Linked DNA regions of Danio rerio: regions 2 and 3 are each linked to region 1. The links are chromatin contacts, called in public Hi-C and Micro-C maps. All regions are on one chromosome and are shown on one strand. The core of a region is the stretch at or near the end of the contact, and the rest is flanking DNA. Distances in the headings are between cores, read along the strand shown.

The links. A called contact is a pair of places that touch in the nucleus more often than the background predicts.
Region 2: a Hi-C map of hematopoietic stem cells shows a contact between it and region 1, with 2.2 times the contacts expected there. The contact joins the promoter of rrm2l here to the promoter of emc7b in region 1. A contact is called at or near these places in 3 of 18 Hi-C or Micro-C datasets (caudal fin, hematopoietic stem cells and an unstated tissue).
Region 3: a contact with region 1 is called in a Micro-C map of caudal fin, with 4 times the contacts expected there. The contact joins the promoter of srsf5b here to the promoter of emc7b in region 1. A contact is called at or near these places in 1 of 18 Hi-C or Micro-C datasets (caudal fin) and 1 of 4 datasets of contacts at active chromatin or transcription factors (embryo).

The regions. Positions count from the first base shown.
Region 1 is chr20:31,953,183-31,957,554 of GRCz12tu, reverse strand. emc7b (ER membrane protein complex subunit 7b) reads right to left here and starts at 3,084. Exons shown (of 5, transcript NM_001025515.2): 1 at 2,731-3,084; 2 at 900-1,019; 3 at 676-814. The coding sequence starts at 2,957.
Region 2 is chr20:32,250,883-32,255,529 of GRCz12tu, reverse strand. rrm2l (ribonucleotide reductase M2 polypeptide) reads left to right here and starts at 1,425. Exons shown (of 10, transcript NM_131450.3): 1 at 1,425-1,697; 2 at 1,898-1,966; 3 at 2,970-3,116; 4 at 3,665-3,781; 5 at 4,079-4,212; 6 at 4,443-4,537. The coding sequence starts at 1,605. It overlaps LOC137488762 (small nucleolar RNA SNORD94), which reads left to right and starts at 4,244; the gene lies at 4,244-4,379.
Region 3 is chr20:31,618,292-31,622,816 of GRCz12tu, reverse strand. srsf5b (serine and arginine rich splicing factor 5b) reads left to right here and starts at 1,332. Exons shown (of 8, transcript NM_001002610.1): 1 at 1,332-1,384; 2 at 1,624-1,752; 3 at 2,910-2,980. The coding sequence starts at 1,627. It also overlaps a transcript of susd6 not described here.

The DNA.
Region 1 (4,372 bases), core at 1,835-4,334:
TATATAAGAAAAAAAACAAGTATCTATCCTGTACTAATGTAACCCTATTATGAGACCTTTAACACATAAGCAAGATCTTTTAAAACAGCATAACCAGCTTATATCAAGCTCTGTAAACTAGAAGACAAGTTTTAAAGGTCCTGTGAAGTACTTTGAAATGTGCATTTTTTATTCGATGTTTGACACAATCTCAATGAGAAAATGAAGAGAAGGTGGGACATATAGTTAACAAAACAGCCAATTGTGTTTAGTTGATCACAGCTCTGCCAGCGAGAGTGGTTGAGCTCAAACACATCAAATAAAAGCAAATGAGAAGGGGGCGGGGCATGTCAGATATCAGATACCAGATATTGGTCAAGATTTAATGAGACACTTAAGTATGAGGTGATGTGAATAAAATGTTGATCAATTTAGGTGAAAGTGAAAAACTGCAAGTTTCACATGTTTACATAAGTAATATATTTTCTGTAAATTTGTAAAACAATGTAAATGTAAATTTGTAAATTTACAAAAATGTAAATTGTCACTGTTTTGGAGCACACTAGCTAACAGAAAGTAATATCCTGAAACTAACATTTACATTTTTTCATTTTAATCTCACGGGACCTTTAAAATAGTTTACAATAAATTGCAACCATCTGAAAGAATCACACAGACATTATTATAAAATCATACCATTGGGTTCATCAGAAAATCAGTCCATCCCCAGGTTTCCCGCTTCATGAAATACGTGTGTGGACCACCGGCTCTGATCTGAAGAGGATATGGCTGACGAATAACTTCAGAGGTTTTGATGTAATTCACCAGGCGTGCCCTACGGGTCAAAAAAAAAAACGGAGATTAACAGAGGTGTACAAAAAGTTGTGTCAGAAGGGAGGATAATTACTAATGTTAGCTACCTCATTTTCCCTTTGGAGGTGATGTCCACCCTAACAGGTTCAAATCTGAAAGATGGCGATACAATTTCAACCACATATGAGCCAGAGGGCACATCGTTGACAGCAAAGCTCCCATCAGTCCTACGAAGGAAATTGATGCAGTTGAAAATGCATGATAAGGGTGATAAATTGAAATAAAAATGTAATCGTCATGCACATCTTGTCAGGGAAGCATGTTTGTGTCATCAGTAGTAAATCTAGTTGTAAGTCCAGAGGGGGCTCTCATTCAAAACCTCTAAACATTTAACGAAGAAACTGAGGAAATTTACAAATTGTAGCATTTTAAACAGAATATGTCTACTATTTGCACAAGTACAGAATCATCTCACAGAAGGGTTTATTTTAAAGACAGACTGAAGTTATTAAAGGGATAGCTCCCCCAAAAACAAAAATGATGTCATCATTTACTAAACTTTTACTTTCACAAACCAGTTTGAGATTTTTTGTTCTGTTGAACACAAAAGATGATAATTTGAAGAAAGTTAAACCTGTAACTATTGACTTCAGTAGTAAGTGTTTTTCTTACTATGGATGTCAATGGTTAAAGGATTTCAACTGTCTTCAGAATCAGAATTGGTTTTATTGCCAAGTGTGCTTTACACATACAAGGGATTTGTTTTGGCTACAAATGCTCCCAGTGTACATATTACATAAAGTGACAAGTAACAACACCAAAAAATATGAGATAATACAACAAACATGAAACGGAGATGCAATTAGACAAAAGAGGATGGATGATGAATTGTATGTACAGATGTGTTATAAATATACAGGTTACATAAGGTGCTGCGTACAAATGCTAAGATCTCTAAAATATCTTAGTTTGTGTTCAACAGAATAAAGGTTTGGAACCACTCGAGGGTGAGTAAATTATTATTTTAGGATGAATTATCCATTTCTCAGTGTTGGATTGCAGCTGGAAGCGCATCCGCTGCATAAAACATATGCAGGATAAGTTGTTGGTTCATTCTGATGTGGCAATCCTCTTATTATTAAAGAAACTAAGCTGTAAGGAAAATGAATGAAGGAATTATCTATTTAAGTGAGTGTGTCATTTTCAAGTGCAGCATTTACTACACAGAACCGGTCTCCTGATATTTTGTCCTACCCATCAAATTATGCTACCAACAACACTGTGTTTGAATGGTTCTGAGGTTGAGGTTGAGGTTAGGGCGATATTTAAGCTTCATATCACACTACTCCACATTAAAACGTACACTGGTTGCATAATATGAGTACCATATTTCGTCATCAAAATATGCTACCTACTTTTTGAAGGGGAGGTAGGACAATCTGACAAGGTGGGACAAATCGACTATTATTACTTAATGGTCATCTCGTTGTAAATATCCGCTTAAACCTCTCTATCTCAAAGCATTTACTGGAGATTTAAGTTAACTTACTAGAACAAGTGCTGAAAAAGACACCCCGACATTTTTTTCCGCACTCTCTCTGAACTCGCTACTTGATCCAATAACACCGGGACGTTAATCTGCCTTTTTTGACATAACTTAACTCCGGCTTTAAAGTTACCGATTAAATTAACATGAAAATCGCCTTCGTTTGACGTTAATCGCCCAGCAGTTACGTGCTATGACATTACACACAACTTTTTGTCAACATATTGTTTCACATTAGGAAGACGAATTTATGGTTCAAACAAGGCAATCATAATATAGATTGTGGTTCTGCGAGTGTTGTGAGGCGCTGTTGTACATCCAGCATTACTGACACACAAACGGTTGTTTACATCACTCTGTTTGACGTTAGCCTAGCAGCTAAAAATACTCACTTGAGAAAACCAACATATTCCTCCCCTTCCACCAGGACTCGGGCAGTCGAGATCCAGTCTTGTGTTTTCACTCCGGGAACGATCGCTCGTCCTTCGATTTTAAAGCGGTCTCCGTTGGACTGAGAAGCTGCGACAGGCCCCGGCTCTGGGTCAGAAAACCCCCATGACAACACAAACAAAGCCTGCAGCGCTATATATACATCTAACAAACGCTTTATGTGTGGCATTGTGCTTTGACACACGATATTTATGACGTTTAAAATGTACAATTTATCTATACGCGTCAATCCAATGCGCTCGAAAAGGACTCAGATGAGGACAGTCAATGGTAAGCGGAACTCACACTGCAAAGACACCGGAAGAAAATCTGTAAGGCCACGTGACACTCTGGGTGGGATCTATTTTTTACAGGCTATGGGTGGGATCAGAGCTTAGAATCGAGAATCATAGGTGATTCAATGCTCTGGTAGGATCGAGTCTTTCAAAAGACAACTGATCAATTGTACAACATCACGTGGTTTCGATCCGATTTATATTGTCAATATAAACAGGTAGATATTTTATACTCACTGTATTATGTTTTAAAAAAAAAAAAAAAAAATTTATATATATATATATATATATATATATATATATATATATATATATATAATTTGATTGTATGTGGTTCCTATATATAATACGTTTTAAAGAATTAAAAAAATAATTTTTGGATTATTTATATGAATTATATCTATTGTTATTAATGTTAATGTAAACTAATGAGCTTATATAAAAAAACTCAAGCTGATTTTACTGTTTATTACTATTTTTCTTCAACAAATATTTTTATGGACCCCTAAGTGGTCCCCTGACTCATTTAAAATAAATGAATAAACAAATAAATAAATAAATACTTCTTAACATTACAATATTGAATAGAACTGAAGAAAATCACAACAATGTGATTTTGATTCTCAAGGTTACACAAGTAGCACATAAAATATCCCAAACTGATCCCCTTACACCCATAAATAACCAAATTTTCTGTTTACTATGACTATAGTTATTGTTACGATAATATAGCAATTATGGTAATTATTTAGTTTTTGTTTTACTTTCTTGTCACACAGTTGCAATCATATATTTATTAACTTAAAACCAGTTTAGTGTGAATGTTGATTAATTACGTTTTAATCTAATTAAAATCTAATGTATTTTAATCTCTTAAACGAGTACAATTAGAGACATACAAATATTTATAGTGCATGTAAATTTCTTTTGTTGATTAATAATAATTTCCAGTGAACGCTTAGGTCAAATGAGTTGTTGACAAAGCAGTTTCATGAATCATCTCTGCATCTCCACTGAATATTATTGTAAAAAACTGAATTAGGTTTTCGGCTTTAATAAGTTCTTTTAGTTTCGGAAGGGTTTGATAGTAGGGCTGCACATTGCTGGAGAAATATGCCTTATTACTGTTGAGTATAACGGTCTTACAATATAACACTTCTCTAGTTTATTAGCCATGTTTTAAATAAATTACTTATTGATATTAAAATAAATAGGTAAAAGATTTTTTTTTAGATCCAATTATTCTAATTCAGAGAAAAACAGTGTCAATGTGAAAACAAATACTTGGAAGGTGAGGTTAAATATAGTA
Region 2 (4,647 bases), core at 176-2,675, 300 kb before region 1:
TAAATATATATATATATATATATATATATATATATATATATATATATGAACAGTATGAATAATACATATATTAAACAAAGTATCTAATTAATGTATTTTAACAGTTAGATAAATTAATAATGTTGATCATTTTGATATTTTAGATTTGTGAAATGTTTTGTCTGTGGTGATAGTTGTCCTCCTGCCACTAGACTGCAGTATACTAAAACATGCAGCGATTCTCCCCCGCCCGACTGTGACCTCTTGGGCGTTTTTATTGGTGCTTATCCCGCGTCCTGGGAATGTTTTTGTTATGAAAAACAAAGGATCTATACTCGTTGACTAGTTGTAAAATACGTTTTCCGCTTAATTTGAGTTGTTTTTTTTATATGTCGAGTTTAAAAATAATCAACAAAGTCCGTTGGAGTTCGTGTTAACGGTTTAGTTGTGGTGAAGAACTGGCTAAACAGCTGAGAGATTATTGTGGTGTAAAGTTTGATCGGCAATAAAATACTGACACCTCTTTGATGACAGTAAATGTTATATTAATGATGTGGTATTAGTGATATTATTGATGTCCAATATACGTTAATCTTCGTGCTGAAGGACAGGAGAAACGACAACAAGACATTTACCTCTGTCATACGGAGGATTTGATGAAGGTATAATCACAAAAGATCACACGTGCAGTTTCATGTTCATTATTGAACGTGAATATTGAAGCTTTCTAAAGTATTTTAGGTTAGAGTATGACTTGATGTTGTGTATTTCGAAAATGTTTACTCAAATCTGGCGCGAAACCGCATCTTCCTGTCAGGCGGGTTTTGTTGTTGCAAATGGGTTTATGTCTGCCACGTTATAAAAGAGGTACGGAGAAATGTATTTCCCCAAACAACAGTCGATTGTTTTTATTATACAAGATATAATTATCTTAAAAACGTTTATTGTGCTTCGTTTATTGTGTCATTTGTATGTGATCGACAGCTGCAGTCTTTGTGACTTGAATAAATTCACTGATAGTTAACGTTACATGCTTTATTTACTTCTAATTCAGTAATTTTGCTTTGAAATAATAACAGATGCAAGCACATCAGTGTAAAGGACATCTACGGTAACAGAAAAGACATCTACGGTATATAAACCGTTTACTTGAGTGTGGAGTAAAATTATACACATTTATTAAAGTATATCGAACATAAAAATAAAAACATTAAGATTTCACAAATGTATAGTTTTATTTCATATTCGCGCCCTTTTAAACCTGTTTGTATGGTTTTGTAATACTTTGCAACCCCCAATATGTTTGAATTTCCCGCGAGGTGCAGCTCTTACGTGACGCGGTGGAGAAATCTGATTGGTTCATCTGATGAACGAGTTAAAAGGACCAAACAAAGCCGGGGAGTTTGCTCTTTCCCCATTGGCTGAGAATAAGCGCCAAGAATCGAATATAAAAAGCGTATCCGGCATTCATACTTAGTGTTATCTTCGCTTCAGCTGGACCGTAGACCTGCTAGCTCTTAGTTTTGCTTTTATTTATTTCTAGTTAACTTTGTTTTAGAAGTTGTCTTTATTTTTAACCTTTAACTTATCCTCGTTTTGTTTTACCAAACACTCCAAGCTTTACAATGTCGTCCACTCGCTCTCCCCTGAAAACCAAGAATGAAAACACAATCTCTACTAAAATGAATAACATGTCCTTTGTGGACAAAGAAAACACGGTAAGTTTGTTTCTTTGACTTTACTTTTAACGAACCGCAATTATTGTAACTACTGCGTAGTCATGCGACCCGTAAGTTACATTTTTAGGCTCTCAAGAGTAGCTCTATACGCGCATATAACATAAAATACGAATATTACTTTAAATACAGCTACTAGGTAGTTGTGTTGTGTTGTAAAATGTGATTTGTTTTGTCCTCAGCCACCCAGTTTGAGCTCCACCAGAATCCTGGCGTCCAAAACGGCGCGCAAAATCTTTGATGAATCAGAGGTCAGTCCACTTTTACTTCGTCTCTGCACGTGTCTTCAGAATGAGCTAATATTATGCATGTTTATCTGATGTGGTATTAAATGTTTATCGACTTCTGGAGCGATGTCTTTAAGTTGTAGATAAAATTTGGCGGATTCTGAGCGCGCTAAGTTGGGCAGGTAACATCAAACTTATCCGGGTCTTTTTGGAAGAACAATGGCTCATTAAACTAGTCCAGCTGAACGGAATTAAAAACGATTACTTAAAACTAGGGTGATTTTTGTGTTTTATGCTAGTTAATAAAACAATGCATGAGTTTGGCGGGCGATTAGCTTGAGCTGATGTAATGTTGCATAAACGACGCAGAGTGTATGCTAAACATGCACTTTAAAGTGCGAATACTCCTTTTCTGTACAATTCGATCAATATTTAGATGGTTTTCTTATATTTGCACAACTTGGTCTGGTCAATCAGAAAAGCTCTTGTTTTGCCGAAAAAATATAGACCGGAAGTAGTATTACTGGGAATGATCAATGCACCAAAAGCAAACAAGATGGTCTTATTACTATTATTATTTATTTGTTTTCTGGTAAACGAAGGAAATCGTGCTAATATTCCAAGTTACAAGAAGTGGAAACCCAAATGGTGTATATAAAATGTTTGATACTTTAATACAGCTGAGTCTTCTCGTTCATACAAGCAACAACTTTCCATTATCTAAGACTTTTTTTTTTTTTTTTTTTTTTTTTTGGGAAATGAGAACCAAAGCTAACCAGACTTTAACGAACATTGTCAAATGCTAGCTTAGTTAGTAGCTTAGTTTTTAGTATATTTTTTATATACCATTGAATAACTTGCTATTATTATTTTTTACAAAATGGTCAAGAATTGCAAGTCTTGAATAAAATGGTTAATAGCCCAAACAGAAATGAGCTTATTGCTAAAGATTGTTTTTATCCTAGTTACATGCACCATAAGCCCTAACTCATGTTAGTTTGTTACATCAAACATGTTTTAATTGCAGGGGCAGTCGAAAGCAAAGAAAGGAGCAGTGGAGGAGGAGCCTCTTCTGAAGGAGAACCCCCATCGCTTTGTCATTTTCCCAATTCAGTATCATGACATCTGGCAGATGTACAAGAAGGCAGAGGCCTCTTTCTGGACAGCTGAGGAGGTGAACTTTAAAACATAACACCTTAACACCTAGAAATGCCTCCATTTAATATGCTGTCCTTACTAGGTGCACCGGTCAATCTGGTTTTGTCAAAGATCCTGAAAATTAGCATAAATATGAATGAGAAATTTATTAGAATTGATTTAAATTAGAGTATCTAATTAATAAATTTAGCAAAGTTTTTAATAAACATGTACCAAATCAGCAATTTAATATTCCTGCAAAAGTGCTAGCCATTTATCAAAACATGACCAAAGAGACAAGTTTACGAATTTAACATGCATTTATTAGTCAAATTTACAAGTTATTTTTTTTCACAACTAGTGCTCTTTAAATGTACTTGATATAATTAATCCTCCTTGTTCTCAAGCTATTAAGTAACTTGTCCTTTTCAGTGTGTTCTAATGGCCCTGAATATAATTTAAATGTCATTTAAAATTTGCATATTGCCCTTGGCTAATAGTTTAATGTAACATTCAGCCTTTATTTGCTAGCATGCTTTTTATAGTTGCAATGTTTTGAACACTTGGGTTTTTATTTTTTCTAAGGTTGATCTGTCCAAAGATCTGCAACACTGGGATTCCCTGAAAGACGAGGAGAGATATTTCATCTCCCATGTTCTGGCTTTCTTTGCTGCAAGTGATGGCATTGTCAATGAGAACTTGGTAAGCTCATAGGCAAACATTTACAGCCTGGCTGTCAGTCAATTTCTGAAGGGCCACAGTTTTGCTTTAGCCCTCATCAAACACAGCTGATCTAAATAATCTGTTCAAAAGAATCTTGAACCCTTAATTGGCTGCATCAGATGTTTGGTTAGGGTTGAAACAACTGCAGCGCTGTGGCCCCCTTCAGAAATTGACTTATACCTATGATTTTACAGGATTTAATTTTTTCCCTCCCCCCCTTTTTTTTAATTTATTTATTTTGTTAATTGGTCCTTACCACTTGTCTTCTGACTCTAGGTGGAGCGTTTCACTCAGGAGGTCCAGGTGACTGAAGCCCGCTGCTTCTATGGCTTCCAGATAGCAATGGAAAACATCCACTCAGAAATGTACAGCCTGTTGATTGACACCTACATTAAAGATTCTAAAGAGAGGTAAGTGTTTGGACCCGTTTTGAGGTTATTGGGAGCAATGATGAGTGGCGCAGGGGTACGTACCTCAGCTGATAATGGGAGCTGAGTGTTGACTGCTCAAAATCAGTGGACATGTGGTCAGCTGGTTGTAGGGTGTCAGCACGAAATTATCGCCTTGACTGAGCTCCCTAAAAATGCTCTTGTAAATGGTACCTAGTCATTTATCTGACTAATGAAATTGTTTTCTGTAGGGAATTTTTGTTCAATGCCATTGAGACAATGCCATGTGTAAAGAAGAAGGCTGACTGGGCACTCAACTGGATTGGTGATAAAAATGCACGATATGGTATGTTATAAACATACTTTATTAAAAAGGGGAAAAAAAAGAAAAATAATTATAATAAAGTATTAAAGGAAGTTTATTATTAAGTGACCGCTAATTTAAGTCTTGCACTG
Region 3 (4,525 bases), core at 83-2,582, 330 kb after region 1:
CCATCCCTCATTACACTTCTTTTGGTTTTCCTCTGTACATTGCTGTGGGTGTGAAAATAGTATTTTAATATTTGTATAAAGTTTAATTTAATTCTACAGTGTGTATATAACTATTTCTAATTAAAGCTTTCATTTGAAGTGCACATGTGGTTTGTGTATTTTGGTGTTCGTCAAGGGGTTATTTACTCTATAGACCATTTCAGTGTGGTCACGTCATTGGGCCATGAACATTTCCTGCTTGTTGTCAAACTATTTCATAACCGTAACAAGGGGCGATTCAATCATAATGTTAAAACTGCCATCATAACATTATTCATCAACATGTGACTCTTTTAGGTTATTGATAAGCTATGGCAATTAAAATGTTAAACAGGAAATACATTAGGACCATTGGTATTGTTTACATCCCTCAAAATGGTCTATAAATGCATTCAACCATCTATTAAATTGTTAAATTCCTTAATGTTGTGCGATGGCTCCATCTAGTGGTGGATCTTCGTATGAACGTTTTAGATGTAGCAACTACGAATCATTTCTGCTAGTCGATTCTTTTGAACAGTTTATTCACTGATAAAAGAACAATTCGCTGCAATGTATGCACATTGTTTTAACCTTTTTATCAAATAATAATCAAGTAAAAATAAAAGGTCCGACTCGTTTTCGCTAGTTGGTTCAGTTGAACAGTTTAATTAAAGAGCCGACTCAAACGAATCATAACTCTATTACCTGGATCTTGTATTTTCTAGAATCTTGTTTATTTGATCAATCTGGGTTATTATTTACACCAACTGAAGCTACTGAAACTAATTTGCAAAATAAATTGACGTTTTTGAGCAGTCAGAATCCGTTAAACTATTAAAATAATAGCTGATTCGTGAATTGTTGTTTGTTTTTTGTAAACCAGTTCAAGTGGTTTGAAGAACAGCTACGGTATTTACTTAGACTATATTAAATATTTTATGGTCAGAATAAAGATGTCGGTCATTGTTATTAAGTTAATAGACTAATAAACGAAACACTACACATTATTTTGTTTTATCCTTTATATGCTTTCAATTATAATAAGCACAGTAAAATTAAAGTCCCTTAAGTTGTAGCTATAATTTATTTTATGTATTCTATAGTCTTTGGTGATATTCACAGTTTAATACGAAGATACGTTAAGCCTCTGTCGCCAAGGCCATACATTTACATTGTGTGTACTTGGCAATAAAGCTGATTGTAGTGTGTCACAGTTGTTCTCATCTCGTCCTCTGTTCTGAACTGATCTCAGATCAGCGCTGAGCGTCGCTCTCCGCTCTACATTTATTGACTGACTCCATTTTGTGTGAGGAGCTGTTCGCACGCAGACACGACACATTCACAGGAGAACCATTAAACAGAGGTATGTTGCCTGAAATAAAATGTTCATCTGAGTTTAGAATTTAACGGGTGTGTTGTTAAATCAACTGTTTTGCTTTGTGATTCGTTATTTAACGAGCTCTGTTTGAATAACGTTATGGGTTGTGGTTCATAAAGGCCTCAAGCCTTCATTGATTCAGAAATGCGTCGGTGTTTGGCTCTTGCAGAATGTAAGTATCGTTATTTGATGACTGTTTTCATGCAATGGTCTTTGATTTAAAGAGGATGAGCGGTTGTCGTATTTTCATCGGTCGGTTAAACCCCTCTGCGCGGGAGAAGGACGTCGAGCGCTTCTTCAAGGGCTACGGGAGAATCAGAGACATCGACCTCAAACGAGGCTTCGGTTTTGTGGTAAGTTTGGAAAGCCTTATAGACATTTTCCTCAACATTATAATGAGCGTGCTATTGACATAAGAGCATGCAGTGGTATTGCATAGGAAGAAGCGTCTATTACTGGCCTAACCTCAGTTGGGTTACCTGATAGGCTGTTTCAAAACATGGTGTGCTGACTACATAGGCTGCGCTATGGGTACCTATTGTAATGGACAGCTTTTGTCTATTAAATCGATATGTTATAAAATCAGAGTGTTTTAAAACCATGCCCCTCATAAGCCAACAGTGGTTTTGTTATAATAAAGGTGTAGTTGCCGTCGTTGTTGGCACATTGATTACAATTTGTTTAATCACAATTTTCTACATATACCATGGTTAATACTTTAACTGTTTTCCAGTAGGTTTTTTTTGTCTAAATCTGAACTTAACTTGACAAACTGTATAAATATCAAGTTTGAATAAAAAAAAAAAAAAAGTAATCCTTAAAGAAGCTTAACATGAATGTTAGCTTGCCTTAGTTTAATTACAAAAAATATTTAGAAATGTATTTTTTTAGTGAAAAAGTGATTTTTTTTTTTGTCAGGGGCTTATTTAATTTAAAACTGTAAATGTATGCTTATTGTTATATATTTTCAAATACAATATCATTCAGATGTTCGGGAAAGTCATATTCTACTTTTAAGTTATATTTTTAAGTTATATTTCAGCATCTTTTAAATCAGACTTCAGCATCACATGATCTTAAATCAGTGATCTCTTTGATTAATGTATTTTGATTAATTGGCTACAAATTTATTTAATGAAAATAAAATGAAATGTTTGCAGAATAAATGTATACATTTCTTTTGAAACAATCTCAGTAACCCCAACTTTATAGACAGTAGTGTACACAATATAAAAATATATAAAGAATATTGAAGTCTTTTTTGTTCTAATAGCCAATTCACGCTAATAGCCTAGTGGTTAAGTGCGCCGACATATAGCACCATGGTGCTCACGGCGACCCAAGTTTGATTCCCGACTTGAGGTCCTTTGCCAATCTTTCCCCTTTTTCTGCTCCCCACACTTTCCTGTCTGTAACCTCCACTGTGCTATCCAAATTAAAGGTGAAAACTTCCTAAAATAATAAGAAAGATTAGGATCACATGTAAATGTCCTTTTCTTGTTTCCTGCAGGAATTTGATGATCCAAGAGATGCTGAAGATGCTGTTTATGAGCTTGATGGAAAAGAGCTCTGCAATGAGAGGTATGTTTTCCATCTGTGCCAATTTCACTACACCCTGTATTATCTCAGCAAAAAAAAGAGAAAATCTAAAGGCTTTGATGCACCAACATCTAAGAACTTGTGGCGACAAATGCTAACTGTGCTCTCGCCTCAAATGGACTGCATCTCAGCCAGAATGCACTCAAAGAAAAGGCAGACTGTAAGCTAGCATGTTCGACCTACGCAAAGAAATAACTGTACATTAGCAGGTATCAATAGACTGTATTCCTCATTCAAAAAAGTACTTGGAATGAGGACTGCAGAATATACAAAGCATAAACAAAGCAGAGCTCGCTTACCATTTTGAATATCAGTCATGCTCATCGCATTCTTCATTTCAGGCAGCTGATGCGGTCATAAAAATATTTGCTGATATGTCTCTGGACCACTTAAACACACCTATAAATTGCAAGTGTGTATTTGTGGAAAGTGTCAAAATTATAGCTTTTTATTTCATGGCCAAAATCAATATAATATTAAGTAAAGGTCATGTTGCACGAAGACATTTAGTAAATTTATTTTCATGTCACTCTTTATTTATTAAGCGCTTTTTAAAAACAACAAGTGCTTACCAAAGTGCTGTACACACATACACCATCTAAAACAAAGGACATATGCAACAGACAAAACTCTCATATGGTATTAAAAGCCAAAAAGTAAAAATGGGTTTTAGAATTAGATTTAAAAAGAGAAAGGGTTGTGGCCTGCCTAACATGAAGAGGAGAGTTTAGGGCAACCACTGCATAGGCACGGTCCATGGAACAGCCAAAAGTAGCTGATTAGCACATCTACGTACCCTTGATGGAGTGTACAATTAAATTATTGCAGACCGGTATTTTGGTATTTTGGCTAGTCTATTTAGGCATTTTAACACCAAAACTAAAATCTTAAAATGTATCCTAAACTAAACAGGGAGCCAGCATGGGTTTAATGTGTTCTCGTTTGCATGTCCCTGTCAGAAAACTAGCAGCAGCATTCTGCACTGTCTGCAGAGTCTTTAAAAGTCTTAAAACATCTTAAATCTCAAAGTCCAAATTTTAGGCCCTAAAGTCTTAGATTTACTGAAATATTGTGTTGTAGGTCTTAAATCTTTTCTAAACAGGTCTTAATTTTCCTTTGTTCATGTATTGCGACCCAGTCTGGCCAACAGCCATACAATCACCAACAATCCATCTCAATAAAACTTTTTATTTAAGGTATTTAACTCCTTTTTTTTTATTTTTTATTTTTTATACTTAATTGTATTTATCATAATAGTTTAATTAGTTTTCTTACAATAACATTTGTTTAAAAGTTATCAAAGTATTTCCTGCTGAGGACACCAACCTAGACAGATTAAAAAAAAAAAAAAAGTTTGGATACAAGTAGAATAGTAAGTAATATTTAAAATATTTTATTTTTTATTATTAGTGTAATATTGTTATATAAAATGCCTTAAATTATAATAAAATAATATTGGGCAAATAAAAATCCTTTCTATCTGGGCCATTTTAAAAATTCCTTAGCCTTTTATGAGTCTAAAATTTC